Linked DNA regions of Urocitellus parryii: region 1 is linked to region 2. Evidence: chromatin contacts called from public Hi-C data. All regions are on one chromosome and are shown on one strand. Each heading gives the region's core, a stretch centred on a gene start, on an enhancer-like site or on the middle of the called end of the contact. The rest is flanking DNA. Distances are from core to core; before and after follow the strand shown. Region 1 holds the start of Slc16a11 (solute carrier family 16 member 11). Region 2 holds the start of Asgr1 (asialoglycoprotein receptor 1).

Evidence for each region. A called contact is a pair of places that touch in the nucleus more often than the background predicts.
Region 1: a Hi-C map of liver shows a contact between it and region 2, with 7 times the contacts expected there. The contact joins the promoter of Slc16a11 here to the promoter of Asgr1 in region 2. A contact is called at or near these places in 2 of 2 Hi-C or Micro-C datasets (liver and muscle).

What each region holds. Positions count from the first base shown.
Region 1 is chr7:130,277,846-130,281,830 of mUroPar1.hap1, forward strand. Slc16a11 (solute carrier family 16 member 11) reads left to right here and starts at 2,682. Exons shown (of 5, transcript XM_026382278.2): 1 at 2,682-2,753; 2 at 3,338-3,545; 3 at 3,810-3,953. The coding sequence starts at 3,344.
Region 2 is chr7:130,104,741-130,108,413 of mUroPar1.hap1, forward strand. It overlaps Asgr1 (asialoglycoprotein receptor 1), which reads left to right and starts at 2,344. Exons shown (of 9, transcript XM_026390571.2): 1 at 2,344-2,499; 2 at 2,789-2,877. The coding sequence starts at 2,808.

The sequences.
Region 1 (3,985 bases), core at 1,432-3,931, 170 kb after region 2:
TCTCCATCCAACATTTTTCTCCTACACACTGTCTGTTCTCTACACAGCAGCTATTTACAGCTCCCCAAACAATAAACAATGTGCCAAGCTACTTCATGCCTTTGTGATTTTCCACAGGCTGCTCCCTTGGCCTGGGATGCCCTTACCCACTCATCCATCTGGCAAACTCCTACTCATCCTTCAATACCCAACTCAAGGGCTCCTCTTCTGTGAGGCCTCCCAGCAGGCCCAAGCTGAGTGAGTCAGTTCCTCCCATGCACCACTCTGCATGTCTATGTCCCTCTCCTGGTGCTGGCATTTCTTTTCTTTATGTGACTGTTTCTCTGATTTGATTTGGCAGCTGTGGGAAGAGAGAATGTATCATATATATGTGTGTGTGTGTGTGTGTGTGTGTCTTCCCAGTTTTAAGCACTGTGCCAGGCATGAGAGGTGTCTATAAATATTTGGTGTAAAATAATAAGTAAGACTTTTCTTTTTTACTCTTCCTTTCTTTTTTTTTTATAGAGTCGTAATAAGGAGACCACCATTTTCTCATAAACTTTGGGAAACACTAAACAAAACGCCTCAAAGAAAAAGAACAAAAATTTCTACTTAATCTCTTAATAGATATTCACATTTTATAACTCACATGATTCTATTGAGAACTCACCAGACTAATGGGGTTCCTTGACCAGTGGTGGAAGCAGCCAGGTGGAGAAACGGGCAGGAGTACCAGGAGAGCCTAACCTAGCTCCCCTGAGTCCCAGCAGCAGCACTGGGGACTAACATATATTCAAGGACCATGTCACTTACTTATACATGTACATACAGTGACTCATTTAATCTTCATTGAATTTTATGTGTGTGAGAGAGAGAGAGAGAGAGAGAGAGAGAGAGAGAGAGAGAGAGAGACTGAGGACTGAACTCAGGACCTTGCACCTGCTAGGCAAGTGCCCTGCCACTGAGCTAGACCCCCAGCCCTCATTTAATTTTCATAACAACCCTATTAGGTAGCTTCTATTATTATGCCCTTTTTAGAAATGAGAAAACCAGCACGTTGTTGTAGAGCAACATGCTTACAACCAAATAACTGAGAAATGGTAGAACAGTATTCGAACCCAGAACATCTAAGTTAGGGCTCCACTCTTTCAATTTCTGTGCTATATAAATTACCTCCATGAGCAACAGGCAGTAATTTCAGCTAAGAATATAGGAAATGTGAGGTAGAAGGGGAATGTGCCTTTTCATAACAAATCACCCCACTTCCAGGTTCTGGGATGCCCTTCTGAGTTCATAAGCATCATACTTAAGTGCTTAGCTTTCCTCCCAGACTCAGAGGTCCCAGTCTTCTTTCTACTTCACCACAGGAGACGACTGTTTCAATTGGTTTCATTTATCTTACAGTAGAGTCCTCACAAACCTTCTTAGGAAGCAGTGCTTTCTGCTCTCCTAGGTGGCTTGAGGACTTGCAGGCTCCACCACCCTGGTGGCTTTTATAACAGCACTCCCACCAGCTGGGAAAACCGGTGGGGCCACTTTCCCAAGGTGTCTGTGGCAGGACTTTAAACCTTCATAGACTCTTGTACCCCATTCAGAACATTTCAAACAGATGCATGACATATGCCAAAAGCCAGAAGTGAGAAAAGGCTAGGCATGTCGGTGGAGAAGGTAAGTAGCTAAGGGCAGGTGGGAGCAAGTAAGGCTTGAGGAGGGATCTGTAATGGGAAGGTAGCTTAGACAGATACACCTTTGATTATTATGAAGAGTCTTATACATAAAATAGAGGAATTAGCAATGGAGAGTCGTTGAAGGTCATTCTGGTTTTTTAAGGTTTACAGTCTCACAACTTAAGACAGTTGTTTTTCTTTTCCTTACAGGCACTTTCTCAGCAATTAGGAAACACTGCCACCATGTGGTTATCGGTTGATGCAGGCTACAATCTACAAGTTGCTGAATTTTCAATGGTATTGTTTAATAATTAAACCAAAGAACACATCTTTTGATTCAAACAGCTGAAGTAATACAACCCTGACCTGTTAAAAAAGGATGCTTATTGTATAGTTTTTCAAGAAATCAAATAGTTGGGCTCAATTCTCTCATCTCTTTGATTTTAAAATCCTAGGCTGTCTTTCTTTAGAGCTCCTGAAGGCAAAGATCTCTTCTATTCTCAGACTCCCTTATGTTAGAATCATAAATTCTCTGGCCCTGCGAAGGTTCTGCTCTTTCCAGGGTAATTTGCATCAAATTATTTCTCAGGATATTTCTCTCAACCGTGGCAGGTTCTGTTTCACTTCTAGGTCTGTTCTTCTCGTATGGTCCCACAATTTAGACAGATCCAAATTAAAATATTCCTCCTCCCCCCCCCCCGTTTTTTTTCTTTTTTAGTTGAGTGATTTGGGACTAATCACCTAACCTCTCTGAGCCTCAGTTACTGCAACAGTAAAACGGGGATGGCAGTTTTTTCATAGGGTTATTGTAAGGATGAAACGATAACATGTAAAAAGTGCACTGCATACCATTGGACCTCATCTTAGGGAGTCCTCTCCTTTCTCTTCCTCCTTGAGGGCATGCCCTTGTTGAGCACAAAGCAGGCACCCACTGGAGGTCAATGTGATATCCTAGATTTACTGGATCCTCAGCAACGTTTGGGTGAACAGAACTACTCGTTTCCTTAGGCTCCGGGGACCATCCCTCTTTTCACATGTGATCAGCTGCCCCTGGTTTTGCGAAGGATTTGCAATCCACGCGTCTCCTCTGTGCGCAGCTGGTGGCAGGTGCGTGGGCGTGAGCGGGGCGGGGCGAGGCGACATCTATTCCTGGCCGCTCCCTACCGGGGGCTGGGGGTTGTGTGTGGATAATTCAATCCCCGTGGGACTCAGCGTCTGGCCTCACCCGCGGCTCGGCGGATTGGCTGACAGTCTCAGCCTGCCCCCGCCCTCGGTACCCCTCCCGCGTCCCAGGTGGCTCAGGCCCCTGTGGTGATCTCTGTTTACGGAGAGGACCTGTCCAAGTTGGGCTCCATCTCTGCAGTCGCTCCATTCCGGGGCCCCGCCCGCCCGGGAAGCGGGGAGAAAACCCGGTCGAGCTTCCCCTCCCCCCACAGCCTAGAGAGGTCGGGTAAGGCGAAAGGGTGTGTGTGGGAGGGAGCGCCCGCGGCTTGGGGGATCCAGCTGTTCCCCAACCCGGTTCCCTTCGAGCACCCAGGAGTTCTGTCCCTAGGCCTGTTTCCCTCACCCACGCTCTGGGTGACGTGCCCACCCTGGGAGAGCAGCCGGAGAACGGATCTCAGGAATGCTAGCTCCTAAGAGGACGCTCAGGAGCGGAGACCTCGCTCACAGTTGTTTCCCCACCCCTACAGACGGTGATGACCCCCGAGCCGCCTGGACCCCCGGACGGGGGCTGGGGCTGGGTGGTGGCGTTTTCGGCCTTCGCGGTGAATGGGCTCTCCTACGGGCTCTTACGCTCCCTGGGCCTTGCTCTCCCTGACCTCGCCGAGCATTTTGACCGAAGCGCCCAGGACACTGCGTGGGTCAGCGCCCTGGCCTTGGCCATGCAGCAAGCAGCCAGTGAGGGAGGGCCCAAGGTGGGGGGTGGGAAGAGGGTATAGGAACTGTGAGTATAGTGATGGGAGATCCAATTAATTACTAGACAACTTGAGAATGAGCGACTGATTATGGAAACCAAGTTCTAGAAGAGTGGGACTTGAGGTCAAGGGGAGGAGCTATTAGACCCAGGGAGGAGTTTGAGGCCAAGCAAATAGCCAATGAGAAGTGTTGGAGAGAGTTTGGGGGTCCAGGAGCGTGTCTTCCGTTGATTTCGACCCCTTTTAGGCCCAGTGGGCAGCGCTCTGAGCACACGTTGGGGGGCGCGCCCGGTGGTGATGGTTGGGGGAGTCCTTACTTCGCTGGGTTTCGTCTTATCGGCTTTCGCCCGAAGTCTGCTGCACCTCTACCTCGGCCTGGGCCTCCTCGCTGGTGAGGGGAGTGGCATGACCCGGGGTGATGAT
Region 2 (3,673 bases), core at 1,094-3,593:
GGTGAGGAACCAAGTGCCAACACCCAGCACTAACTTGCCCACCAAGTTCAAATGAACATAGCCCTGACTGAAATCTTGGTTGCACCCTTGTGAGAAACCCGAAGTCAGAACCTGTGAGCAAAGCTGCACCCTGATCCTCAGAAGCTGGGTCCTGGAGTGGACCTAGTATTACTGAATGTGCAAACAATCCCATATTGTTTTAAGTTGTGAAGTTTTTGGGTAATTATTATTATTTTTTTCTATACCGCGGAATTTTTAACCCAGGAGTGTTCTATCACTGAGCCATATCCCTAGCCTTAAAATTTTTTTTTGTTGCTATTGTTACTTTTTGTGATGCTAGGGATTGAGCCCAGAGCCTCTCACATGCCAGCAAGTGCTCTACTGCTGAGCCCCACCCCCAGACCAACCTTTTAAAAATTTTTATTTTGAGACAGGTTCTTGTTGAATTATGGAGAATGGCCTTAAATGGAGATCCTCCTGCTTCAGCCTCTCAAATTGCTGGGATTATAAGCATGTGCCACTGTTCCTGGCTGGGGTAATTATTTTGTAGCAAGATAACCAATGCACATGCACAACTGCACAAACCTATTAAATACACTATAAACCATATAACTCTAAATAGAAACATAAAGATTAATATGTGTGGTTCATGCCTGTAATCCCAGTGGCTCCTCAGGCAGAGGCAGGACGATTTCAAGTTCAAAGCCAGCTTCAGTAACTTAGTGAGGCACTTAGCAACTCAGCTAGACCCTGTCTCTAAATAAAATATTAAAAAGGACTGGGATGTGGCTCAGTGGTTAAGCACCCCTGGGTTCAATCCTCAGTACAAAAATAAAAAGATTAATATGGATGCATATGTGTGTGTGTGTATATATACACACACACAAACACACACACACAATACAGACAACACAATACACATACATATACACATGTTTAGCATTAGTCCAAGCACAGTGGCCTAATCAATAAATGGAGAACATGGTTATAAGGTAGAAAACAGATTTCAAAACATTTTATTTCAGTACAAAATGCAAACAAGACAAGCACAGTTGGTAAGTGTACGGCTTTCTGCAGTTTTACAAGCTGAGCATCACCGCATGACCTGCACTCAGACCAATAAGGTGGACCTTCCCTCACTCCCCGACCTTCCTGTGTTCTCTGCCAGTCTCTACCTACTGGGTAATCAGAATTCTGACTGAATTAGCATAGGCTTGTTGGCCTGAATAAACCAGATTGTAAGTGATAAAATCAGAGAGTGTTAAATTAACAACCCAATTGTCACCAAAATCACTGGCCATGGGCCCAGTGCATGTAAACAAACACAAGGGTTTTCAGGACACAGAGAAATGAGGGCACACACAGAGCTGTCACTCTTTATGCAAGTGATGTGTTCCTGAATATCTCACATAATCTAGACAATTCAAGTCTAGTTTTCTTGAAATATCTGCAAAGCAGGATTTGTACAATTTCACATTTGGAGCCTTAAGGGAGACTTGTTAGCATCTTTAATGTTGCCCAGTTTCTATAATTTAAATTATGTTAATTTCCACTTAGCATAATTTGAATTCAGACAACCCTCTCTGAAGCCCATGATTTAGCATCTCTGGGGCCCCAGAACTGTAATTGTGGATGGAATGGGAGCCCAGTTCTGGGGGCAGCGCATAGGGTGGAGCCAGGTTGCCCAGTCCTTCCTCTGCTGCTTTGATAAGCTATTGTCAGCCAGGGCCTTAGCTTTCTCTTCTGCAAAATGGGTTGTGCTGGGGGATTATAAGAAAAGTGAATGAGTGAAAAGCCTTGGGATACATAGCAGGAGTCAGTGGAAATTCCTTAGCATCAAACCAGCTGAGGCTCCCTGCTGCCCCCTGTCCTCCATGCTGCTTGAAGGATTTCAAACTCTGCAGAAAAGACAGGGAGTCAGGTTAGGCAGGCTGGGGAGCTGGCCTCCGGGGTCACAGACCTGAATTGGGAAAGAGCAGGGAACTGGTCGGTCCCTCTGATCCTGGTCAGGGATATTTGGAGACACCAACAATTCTGGGAAATTCAGAGGTGGGGAGTGAAAAGGGCAGAGACAGAGGGGGCAACAACACAGTGCATCCCAGCGCCCCCAGGCCTGCTCCCCTTCCCAAAGGGTTCAATGAGGTGTGAGGTGACTGGCTTGTGGGTGTGTGTGGGGACAGGCCAGAAGACTCCCCTTCCCTGGGGAGAAGAGCAGAGGCAACTCATCCCCCACTCCCACCCCCAAGTTCCAAATCTATTTCCATCTTTGTTTACCGGCCAAAGTCCCCAACACTAGAGATGCCAGATTCCGTGTGCTCAGACACTCAGACACCCATACACACAGACACACGGGTCCAGGGCCCTCATATGGACCCTGCCTCCTCCACTCCCACTATTCAAGGCTGGCCACCAACTCCAATTCTCCAGGTTTCAGTCCCTTTCTTAGCCTGCGATCTGCATAGCATCCAGGGACCTGGGAGCCAGACCTGCAGAACTTCAGCAAGTAAAATGGGGATGGAGAGAGAGAACAGTTGAAGGAGTGATTGAAGGGGCTCTCTCTCTCTCTCTCTCTCTCTCTCTCTCTCTCTCTCTCTGTGTGTGTGTTGGTGGGGTTGGGTGGAAAAATGGCAGAGGATGGATTTTGGATGTAGGCCTGGGAGGGGATGAAAGAAAGAAGAGTCTCCATTGGGTCACTGGTCAGAGGTAAGAAAGGAACAGATCCCACTCTCTAGGCCCTGTTCCCTTCAGCCCCAAACTCAGTTCCAACCTTGGCCTTGATTTGTCCCAGGTCCAACACCAGGCCTATCATGACGAAGGAATATCAAGATCTTCAGCACCTGGACAATGAGGAGAATGACCATCATCAGCTCCAAAGAGGTAAGGGACCCTCTCCTATCTGAAACAGGAGTATTTGGGAACCTCTTGCCTCCTAAGTCTGCTTTTTTTCTGTGACCCCTGGCTCTGTCCTTGGGTCTGACGCACTCACATGGAAAACGGTGATCGAGTCCCATAGATTAGGGGAGGTGCAGGGTGTGGGATTAGAGTCCCTTTCTTGGTGACAGCTGCCCAAGCTTCCTTACTGTGTTACCCAATTCTCAGGATCTTGGGCAGGGAGTGAACCCAAGGTATGGGAACGACTGGCAGTTGGAGAGGTGGGCTTATTTCTTCGAAGGTAGTGCCCTCTTTATTTCCTCTTCCAACACAGCTGTGGAGAGGCTTGGACTGCGTGTGTGGGTGGGTGCCGTGTCAGGATCAGCTTGGCCAAAGGGGTTAGGTTAGGAAGCCTGTAAAAAGGCAGAGGGTCTCTGCTCTGGGATGGATGAATCCCCTTCCTCGTGCATCCAAAATAAGTTCCCTCTCCCCACTTCTTGGTCTTCCAGAGCAAAAAGGAATCATTTGTGGGGATGGTGGGTACTGGGGAAGAGAGCGGGAAGGGGAGGCCCCTACACTCCAGTTCACAGGGACCAGACTCAGTGTCCTTCTCTTCTTCATGGGTGAGCGAGACCCTGCCTTTTGTCTGCATGCACATGAAGATGGGTGGTATTCACAGAGAGAGGAAGAAACCTCTTCACTTTCAGGGGGCACAGTGACAGACTCCCCTAGGTGGGGCTCTGATGAGGTTCATTAGCTGCAGTGTCACAGTAATGCCACTAGGTGTCAGCAAAGTCTCAAG